Regions from separate parts of the Mus musculus genome. Here region 2 is linked to region 1. A link is a contact called in public Hi-C data. All regions are on one chromosome and are shown on one strand. Each heading gives the region's core, a stretch centred on a gene start, on an enhancer-like site or on the middle of the called end of the contact. The rest is flanking DNA. Distances are from core to core; before and after follow the strand shown. Region 1 has its middle 33 kb from the start of n-TGccc3. Region 2 has its middle 24 kb from the start of Bach2.

Region 1 (4,455 bases), core at 1,037-3,536:
ATGCTTTCCTAGTTCAGTTGAAGAAAACGCTTTACTGAACATTCATGCACAAACTTTTCACAAGCAACCTGTTGTGTGTTTTTTCAGGATGTACAGACTCAGGCTGAGAAACAAAGATCAGGCAACTCCATGCTCCTCCGCTTCTGACAAAACACATTTTCCCATCGTGTGCTTGGGCACCCTCCAAAAGCACACCTTCTAAGCCTTTCCTCAACTCGGGTGATGAGTGGCCCACTTCAGTCTCACAGTGGAGAGGCCGAGAGGAGGAGAGCTTTCTCTCCCACCTTCCCCCGCCCCCTGCGATCACTTCCCAGCTCCTCAATACAGGAACTCCAAAGAACACCACTCAAAAGCACCCAGAAGAGGCACCAGAGGATCATTTCCAACAGCCGGACAGACGTCTGTGCCAGCCTCACAGAAAGGACTTTATGCTGTTCTGGGGATGATATCCACATCAGGAACTGGGCTCTGTGCTACTTTTAACTGCTGGGATGTATCTACATCAGATTTAGCCTGTGGACAACTGTACAACATTTTCCCAATGAGAAATAGTAATACTGCAAAGGAAGGGGTCTTCCTGGCTGTAGAGAGTGCTAAGGCCCCTTACATGCATAGCACCTCATTCGATTTACTACAACACTGCAGAGTAGGCAGCCACAGGGAGGAAAACTCTAGAAGTGCCCAGAGCCTGCTTGCCAGCGAGCTCTTCTTGGCTGCCTGTTGGCTTTTGTCTCAGATGTCGTCTATACAACTAACCGGAGGTCTAAATACACACACACACACACACACAGTTACTTACAATAGGCCAAAAGCAGAAACAACACAAATATCCATTAACTGGGAATAGGTAAAGCAATACAGTGTGGAGTATTAGCCAGCAATACAAAGAACTGAAGTACTTGCTATGAGTGAACTTCAAAAATACTCAGCTAGAACCAGGCATACTGGCACATGCCCGTAGCCCAAAGTTCAAGGCCAGCCCTGGCCATACACCAAGTGTTTGAAGGCCATAAGGGCTGAGGTCAGCATGGGCTGTGTGAGACCCTGTCTTTAAAAAAAAACAAAAAAACATAGTAAAGGAAAAAAGTCAGACCCATAAGTCCCTCACTGTAAGATTCCATTTATAGGAACTATCCAGCAAAGGTCAAAGCACAGGAGCAGGATGCGTGCTGGCAGGTTTCAGAAGCTGAAACATGAGGGGGGGAGGGCTAAAGGCTTACCAGGATGGAGTTTCCACTAGTATGGTAAAAATGTTTTGACACTAGATAAAGGTGATAATTGCCCCAAATTGTGAATGTACTAAATGCCACTGAGTCACACATTTAAAGAGGGTCACTCTAATTGAGGCTTCACCTCAATGAAAAAACAAACAAACAAACAAGCACACAAGCAAACAAGCAAACATGTAGCAGTGGGAGCGCACGGCTTCTCATCAGTTTTGAGTGTTACAGAGCATGCTTCTCCAGCCATGCACAGGGCTCACACTCGGCGGCGTGCTCTACTTTACACACAAATAGAGACAGATTTCCTGTAAGCATGCGGGGGAGGGGGAAGGGGGAGGACGAAACCATCTCAAAAAAAAATCTCACCACTCTCTTCCTCCTCTTCCAGTCCCCCTTGTCCCACTAGAGCTCCCGGAGAGCATAGGCTCTAATCGCTAAGCATATCATACACGAAGTCCTGTGCTAACGAATCGAGATCGTCATGGTTGGCCCCGCAACATTAGACTGAAAGACACAAAAGACCTGCAAGGTGATGAAGGCATACAACAGAGTGGACAGGCTAGGAAATTCTCAGCCAAAGAACTGGACCACTCTGCTCCTTAGAGTGGGAAGTTTTCTAAAGACTTCCAACAGCGCAAAGTGCATTATCTTTGGCTCAGATTTACGGTGTGTGTGTGTGTGTGTGTGCGCGTGCGCTCGCGCACGTGCGTGTAAATGTGTATCCTTAAAACAGCAAGAAACAGAATAGTTAGGAATGACAGCAGTGCTACTAGGAATGCCCCTCAGCCCATCCACTGGGAACAGACAGGAAAGTGCGACATAACTGTAATACAGGATGTTGTGCAGCTCTTGCAACAGATTCGTATCTGCTGAAGAAGAAAAATGTGGCAAAAGAGTAAGCAAAAATTGTATTGTTTAAAGTGGCGTCACAGAAGAAAAAAATGACCTCCCACCCATATCCATAACTACCAAGAATGGAAAAGAAACGGCAGAGAAGCAGAGAGAGGGCAGGCTGCACCAAACACTGCAGCAAGTACCCACTCGCCCTGCCCTCTAAGCACCAACTGTAGGTACAGGATCTGGTTTGTCACTTAACTTTTACACACGTAAGAAACAGAAAGGCAAGAGTTCACTCAAAACCAGCTTTGCAGGTAGATCCTGAGGTTGACACATCACACCTTCAGGCTCTTGGACGGCCTCTCTTCCATCCAAGACAAGGCACCTTACACACACACACACAGAGACAGAGACAGAGACAGAGACAGAGAGAGACAGAGACAGAGAGAGAGAATAGCCCCACTCCACCCTACAAGCACTGAAGCTAGGGGTCAACATTCTGATCTAGTTTAAGCTTGTAGGGTGGAGTGGGGGCTATTCTCTCTCTTTCTCTCTCTCTCTCTCTCTCTCTCTCTCTCTCTCTCTCTCTCTCTCTCTCTCTGTGTGTGTGTGTGTGTGTGTGTGCGTGTATGCATTTGTATGTGGATGTGTGTTGGGGGAAAAGACCAGAAACCAACATTGTTAGTCTTCATAATGACTCTCCAACTTATTTTTTCCAATTTTTTTATTCCATCCTATGTATTTATTATATGTACGGGAAGGCGGAGTACACGTGCCACTTTCTGGAGTCTGGTTTTGCTTTGTTTTGTTTTGTTTTGTTTTGTTTGTTTGTTTGTTTGTTTTCCCCATCATGAAGATTCCTGATGACCCAGGTCATCAGTCTTGGCAGCAGGCACCTTTACCCTCTGAGACATCTCACGGGCTCTCCACCGTCTGTTTTGAGACAGAGTCTCTCACTAGCTTCTCAGTTAGCTGGATTGCCTGGCCAGTCTCCACCTCCCAGGTGTTGGATTCTGAGCACACACATCTCAGATTTCTGCATCTGGCTTTTTAACACAGATGGCAAGGAGTCAAACCCAGTTCCTCACACTTACGTAGCAAGCACTTTTCCAACCAACCATCTCTTTGGACCCTTAAAGTCTTTTCAAGTTCATATGACTAGTATTTCACTGTTACCCACTGTAAAATTATTAAGTCTGTGACATGTTGGAAATATAAAACAAAATGGCTGGCTCCCTCACCTAGACAGAGCAGTACAATGCTAAACGATGCAAGTCAGCATTGATGACAACAGTGCCTAGAAGCTTTTAACAACAAAAGACTGAATTCTGTTAAACGCACTTGGAGTGTGTTTAAAGAGTTATTTTTCATGACACTAAGCAGATGAGAGGGCAGATGCTGGTAATCTGTAAAGATGACTAGCCATTTGAGGTAAATGACTAAGCTGTTAGGAACAAGAAATGTTGGGTTTACAACTGAAGAGTGGGATAAGAGCCTGCGTGCCTAAACCCCAGACACCCCTGAGAGGGGCTGCCAACAGAGCCACCAAGGGTTGTTGGAACTGCAGAAGTAAATCATCGCAGACTTTCTTCCCCATAATCCTTCTGGGAAAAAGGCTAACAAGGACAGGAGACACACGGCAAGAACAGTGCAAGAGGCTTTGGGAGTCAGGAGAGAGCCAAGGAAAGGAAGACACCTGCACTCTTCTGAGTCGTCTCATAGTTCTAAGTGGAGACGTGGCTTCCAGAAGCTTCTAGAAGCAGGACATTACAAGTTTGTTTCAAAGAAAAACTGGGAGACAGAACCAAATAAACCTGTAGTCAGAAGGTAAGGTGGAGACGAGGCTCAGATGCAGGGTGCTAGCCCAGCACACACGAGGCCCTGGGTTTGCACTCTGACACTGCATGAACTCAGGGCAGTGGCACATGCCCACAGTCATGTGTTTCAGAGGTTCTAGAGGAAGAAAGATAAGAAGTTCAGTGTCATCTTGGACTGCATACTGAGTCTGACCAGCCCCAGGGATTCGAGATGAGACTACCTCTTTAAGAAAAGAAAGTCTTGTTGTGTTGGTCCCGTTCTGGAGACCACAGTCCTGAGATTTCAAGGGTAAAGCTTCCCTGTCCTATGTAAAAGACACTATTCCGGCTGAGGCTCCACTGCTAGATGAAGAATTAAAGGCAATTAATGGCTGCTAGAGAGGGAGACTCAGTCTTCTCCAGGGACACGCCACTGAGAGGCTAGACAGTCCCAGGGGGTCAGCTCTAATCACATACACACATGAGACACACCAAACAGCCTCAGCAGTGTGTGTGTGTGTGTGTGTGTGTGTGTGTGTGTGTGTGTGTGTGTGTGTGTGTACCTGTAAGGATAATTAAAGAAGAGGTCATAAATTGGG
Region 2 (4,455 bases), core at 587-3,086, 130 kb before region 1:
TGGCATTTCACCGACAAATGCACAAGAGCAACCATTAACTTTTCAATGCTCATGTGTTATCACTAATTCAGAGCTGTGTAGTTGATGAATGAAAAAAAGCCTTGGTTATAAAAAGACCAAGAGGCTCTTAAGAAAAGCTGGTGCAAAGCCGACATGATGAGACTCTAAGGCAGAATGAAGGCACAACATGCTTTTCACAGGGACTGTAGAGCACAGGAAACTGTGAGCACTGGAGCCTAAGCTAAGCTTGTTTTTAGGTTCAGCCCTCTGCAGCCTCTAGGGTATCTACAAAAGGTTATCAACAAACCTAAACCAAGTACTATACAGTGGGCAGAGCTTAACATGTAGAGTTTTCTAAAGATTAAAGGAAATAATATATACACAGTATGTATATGAGTCATATATATGAGTCTAGCCTCAGATACGTAGCAAATGTCTCAAATATATTATATTAACATGTAATATGATTTAACTACAATGTAAGAGCCTCACCAGGCACATCCAGCATGGTTTCAGGAACAGACCTGCCTGGGGTGCTGACAGAGTAAAAAGACAGGCACACAGGTGCTGCTGAGACTCAGTGGACTGAGCTCTCTGCTAGAGAAACCTCAGCATCCCAGAAGGAGGCTCAGCATGTTTCTTCTTCAGTGGTGAACTGAGCGGCAGGGGTTACTATATACAGCTGGACAAGGAGGTGGGGTTATTCCATACAGACAGGCAGGGAGGCAGGCTTGTTACTTATAGCTGGATCAGGGAGACATGCTTAGCTAATCTTGGTAGGAGGAAAGACACTCCACAGGGGAGCAGTCTTCAGGCCCCAAACATCCAAGGGGAGACAGCTGTAATGAACATACTCCATACACATCACCAAATTCATACTCAGACCAGAGGAAGGCTTTGCCCAGCCTCTGAATCTCACTCCAGGGGGGGAAAACTTTCTCAAGGGATTTAAGGCTCTGGGGTCCTTGAAATGGCAGCTCATGTCAACACACACATTCACTCAGGGTTTCCTTCTCACCCTACCCTCATCTGAATGTAAGGTTTGCTGCAGCACTCTCAAGGGGACCTTTCTCTCATGCTGTTTCTGCCAGCTGGGCACACTTGGCTGTTAAGTGATGATCGTATCATGATTCTCTGGCCTCCAGTGGAGCCTGTCCTGACTGCCTTTCCCTAATTAGGTTAGGTTCAATCAGCAGCAACCAAGATAGAGAGATTTAATGAGACCCAACAATGAGAATGATTCATAAATTCTACAAACCAATTTAAACAATAATGTCCATCATCTCATTATTTAAGCTACCACACACATTATAGGGAAATGTTTAACAGTTCAACTTTCCATTTGACATGTGGTGCCAGTTTACCAAAGACCCTCAAGTTTGAATATGTTAGATTAGAGATTAGCTACAGAGACTACTATCTAAATGTATATACCAGTGCATGTACACACATGCATACGCGCGCGCACACACACACACACACACACACACACATACACACACACACAATGGCTAGTTGTTTCTTGAAAACATTCAGAATTATCCAATAACTGCAAAAGTTGATGCAAAGATGGAATTGATATTTACTGATGGTTCTTTGAAAATATTTTTAAGTGAAATAAATATCTTCAGTGCTTAATTAACTAGGACAAACAATCTCTTAGAATATAATATTCACTTTGAAAAACACCCAACTACTGACTGGGGCCTATCCAGATGATTTTGAAGCCCAACTTTAAAACTTGTACCCTTGTGTATGAGAAAAGCTATGCTGTGCCCATCAAAGAGTGAATGTGTCAGAATCAGAGAGATGCTCATCTTCCTTTGTGGTATTTACTGTAATCTGTCTGTGACTAGGTAAGTGAGTTTTCTCAGGCCTGGAAACACTGAGGGCACAGATGCCAGGGGATTCTTATGTGAAAGGAACACAGACCGAGTCTGGCATAGTCACACTTCTGTTAGCTGTATGTCCTGCCCCACTGACTCATTCACCTCGTTCATCAGGTACTAAGGGTATCAATGACCAGGATGGGTGTCCCCACGAACCCTCAAAATGGAGAGAGGACCCGGAAGATAGTAATGGATTTAAAATGAAAGCCATAATAATAAGGCCACAATGGTCTACATTTTCATGGAGCAGAGAGTCTTTGGGTCTGTTTTGTTATCCTCAGAACAGGAATAGAAATGTTTGCCTTTATTCCAGTAAGGACCAGACTCTGTTTGTATGCTGTACAAACGGAAGTGGGGGCTGGGGGTGGTACTGTCTTTAGGAAGGGGAAGGACATAAATACAGAAGGTGGTGGAGGGAAAGGGGAACAGCAGGATCTGTTAAGGGAAATGGGAAAAGGGGGATGGGAGAAGTAAGTTCAGAAGAGGGATGTGTGTACAAAAACAATAAGGATGTCTGAAAAAGCCAAAGCTATCATACTATTAACTACTATCCCCAGCAAAACAAAATACCAAACACAAACTTTATGATTCACATTCATGGGCTCTTCTGAACGTGCTTAATATTGGCTTATAGCATCCTTGACTCAGTGAAGCCTTGCTGCAGATCATACTGTCCTAAAGCAGGCTCCTGTGTTTGGCAGAACCCTTCTTCCACGTGGTGACTATTCATCTTTGAGACGGGATTTTACCTGTGAGCTTCTTGGAGTAGAAAGTCTCTTAACTGATACACCTAAGTCAAGCTTCTCCAGGACATCTCAGCGTTCTGCATCCCACCATAGAGCACACTTATAAAACCTTTGTCCAATGGATGCTCTCAGGCTGGTCCTGGGGCACAACCACTGCCTGTGGGAGAGCCGCACACTTAAAAATGCCAGCATTACTTGTTATAACAATTATAGAATCTGATGAAATATTTGAGCCAGGGCAATTTGAGTATGAAAGTAATTTTAATGAAAATTTACAGTGATAAAAGATATGAATGACATAAGTCATTGAAAGAAATCTGCTATTGAGTTGGAAATGATGCAACAGTGAGAGATTAAAAAATCATTAAAAACTGATTTTGTAGTCAGATTATGTTGCAAGGTTTTAAAAAGTCTTCCATTTAAAAGACTGAAATTAGAAATCTCTATTAATGTGTGTGACAGGACCCAGGCATCCAAACCAGCAGACCCCAGGTCCAAGATGAGACTGGGACTCACCCAAAGGCTGATAAATAGTAAATAACTATTTACTCATAACTTTCAGAGAAACACATTATTTAGTCTATGTAACATGCATATTTTAAAAGGTATCTTCCCACTACCAAGAAAACAACTGAGCCGCAGTCAGGTCAGCTTATAAAGGTTCTATCTTCAAAGTCAACCATGAACACTGGAAATATAAGCAAACTGGAAATTCTTCTCCTTGTTGTTTCTGATTTTTAAATTTAAAAAATTATTCTCCATGGTCATTAATTTATTTCATTAAATATTTTTAATTAAAAGTATACACACACTACACACACACACACACACACACACACACACATATACACACAAGTTTCACATATCCTGAATTAAGTAGGGTTTATGTATCTTAAGGAGAGAAGAGGTCAAATATTTCCATTCACATATGTCCTAATAGTTGGCTGTTTGGATTTCTGGCATGAGGCTACCTGCATATTAGTAAGATCAGTTTGGCTGGAGTTTAGTTTAGACTTTCCAGGTAGCAAAGGCTAGACCTGCCCATTGAAAGGCTGATTATGGGTCGATGGCAGACACCTGTCATGTACGAGCAGGGTTCCCTTTTACTAATCTAGTTCTCCTCTTGTCTATTTTGGTAAATGACTCACGTCTTGGCCACGCATACCACGGCCCCTGCATTATTTTTGTGGGGCTGTGACTCACAACACTTCCCTGGGGATGTCCAAGGTTGTGCATGACCAGACACTGGCAAAGCATTTTTGAGAAACCTCATCCTCAACTGTAAAGACCAAGTGTGAGAAACAAATCATAGCGTGTACTGCACATGGATGATGCAAAGAAGACGAAGGGAGCTGAACTGTGCTATGACCTCTCTACCCCAAGAATACGTGTCAGTGTCTTAACTTCCGGAACATGTAATTATGACCTTATCTGGAAACAGGGGTGGCTGAAGATGTAATTGTTGGTCTCAAGAGTAAGTTGTCCTGTTTCATCTGTGTGGCCTAAATCCAATTACAAATGTCCTTAGATGCCAAGGTCCTGAGAAGATGGAGTCAGCTATGCGAAGCAGGCGGCCATGGCCAATAAACACTCATATAAATACCCAATAAACGCTTGTAGCAAAAGCTGCAAGAGACAAGGAATGGGCCTCTCGGGGTCTCGGGAGAACGCATCCTGCTGACTTCTTACTTTGAGACTTCTGGCCTTCAGAACCAAGTGGACATAGTTCTTCTGTTTCAAGGCACCAAGTTCATGATTTGTTCCAACAGCTCCAGGAAATGGCTGCAGGATAACTGGACAGATTATCTGGAGATAGGTCA

Evidence for each region. Hi-C and Micro-C count contacts between places; a contact is called where the count stands out from the background.
Region 2: a contact with region 1 is called in a Hi-C map of CD4 T cells, with 2.0 times the contacts expected there. The contact joins two enhancer-like sites. A contact is called at or near these places in 1 of 15 datasets of contacts at CTCF or cohesin (CD8 T cells), 16 of 484 Hi-C or Micro-C datasets (the C2C12 cell line, CD4 T cells, CD8 T cells and 10 more), 22 of 115 datasets of contacts at active chromatin or transcription factors (the 230-238 cell line, CD8 T cells, the NIH/3T3 cell line and 15 more) and 1 of 9 other capture datasets (bone marrow-derived macrophages).

Annotation. Positions count from the first base shown.
Region 1 is chr4:32,260,917-32,265,371 of GRCm38.p6, reverse strand. It overlaps a transcript of Bach2 not described here. Among named protein-coding and RNA genes, the nearest start is that of n-TGccc3, 33 kb to the right of the region's middle. Within about 2 kb of position 2,286, at least 26 of the 459 cell types and tissues checked have an H3K27ac peak or open chromatin away from gene starts, as enhancers often do. A contact at or near this core is called in CD8 T cells, where this site is marked.
Region 2 is chr4:32,390,837-32,395,291 of GRCm38.p6, reverse strand. It overlaps a transcript of Bach2 not described here. Among named protein-coding and RNA genes, the nearest start is that of Bach2, 24 kb to the left of the region's middle. Within about 2 kb of position 1,836, at least 10 of the 459 cell types and tissues checked have an H3K27ac peak or open chromatin away from gene starts, as enhancers often do. A contact at or near this core is called in CD8 T cells, where this site is marked.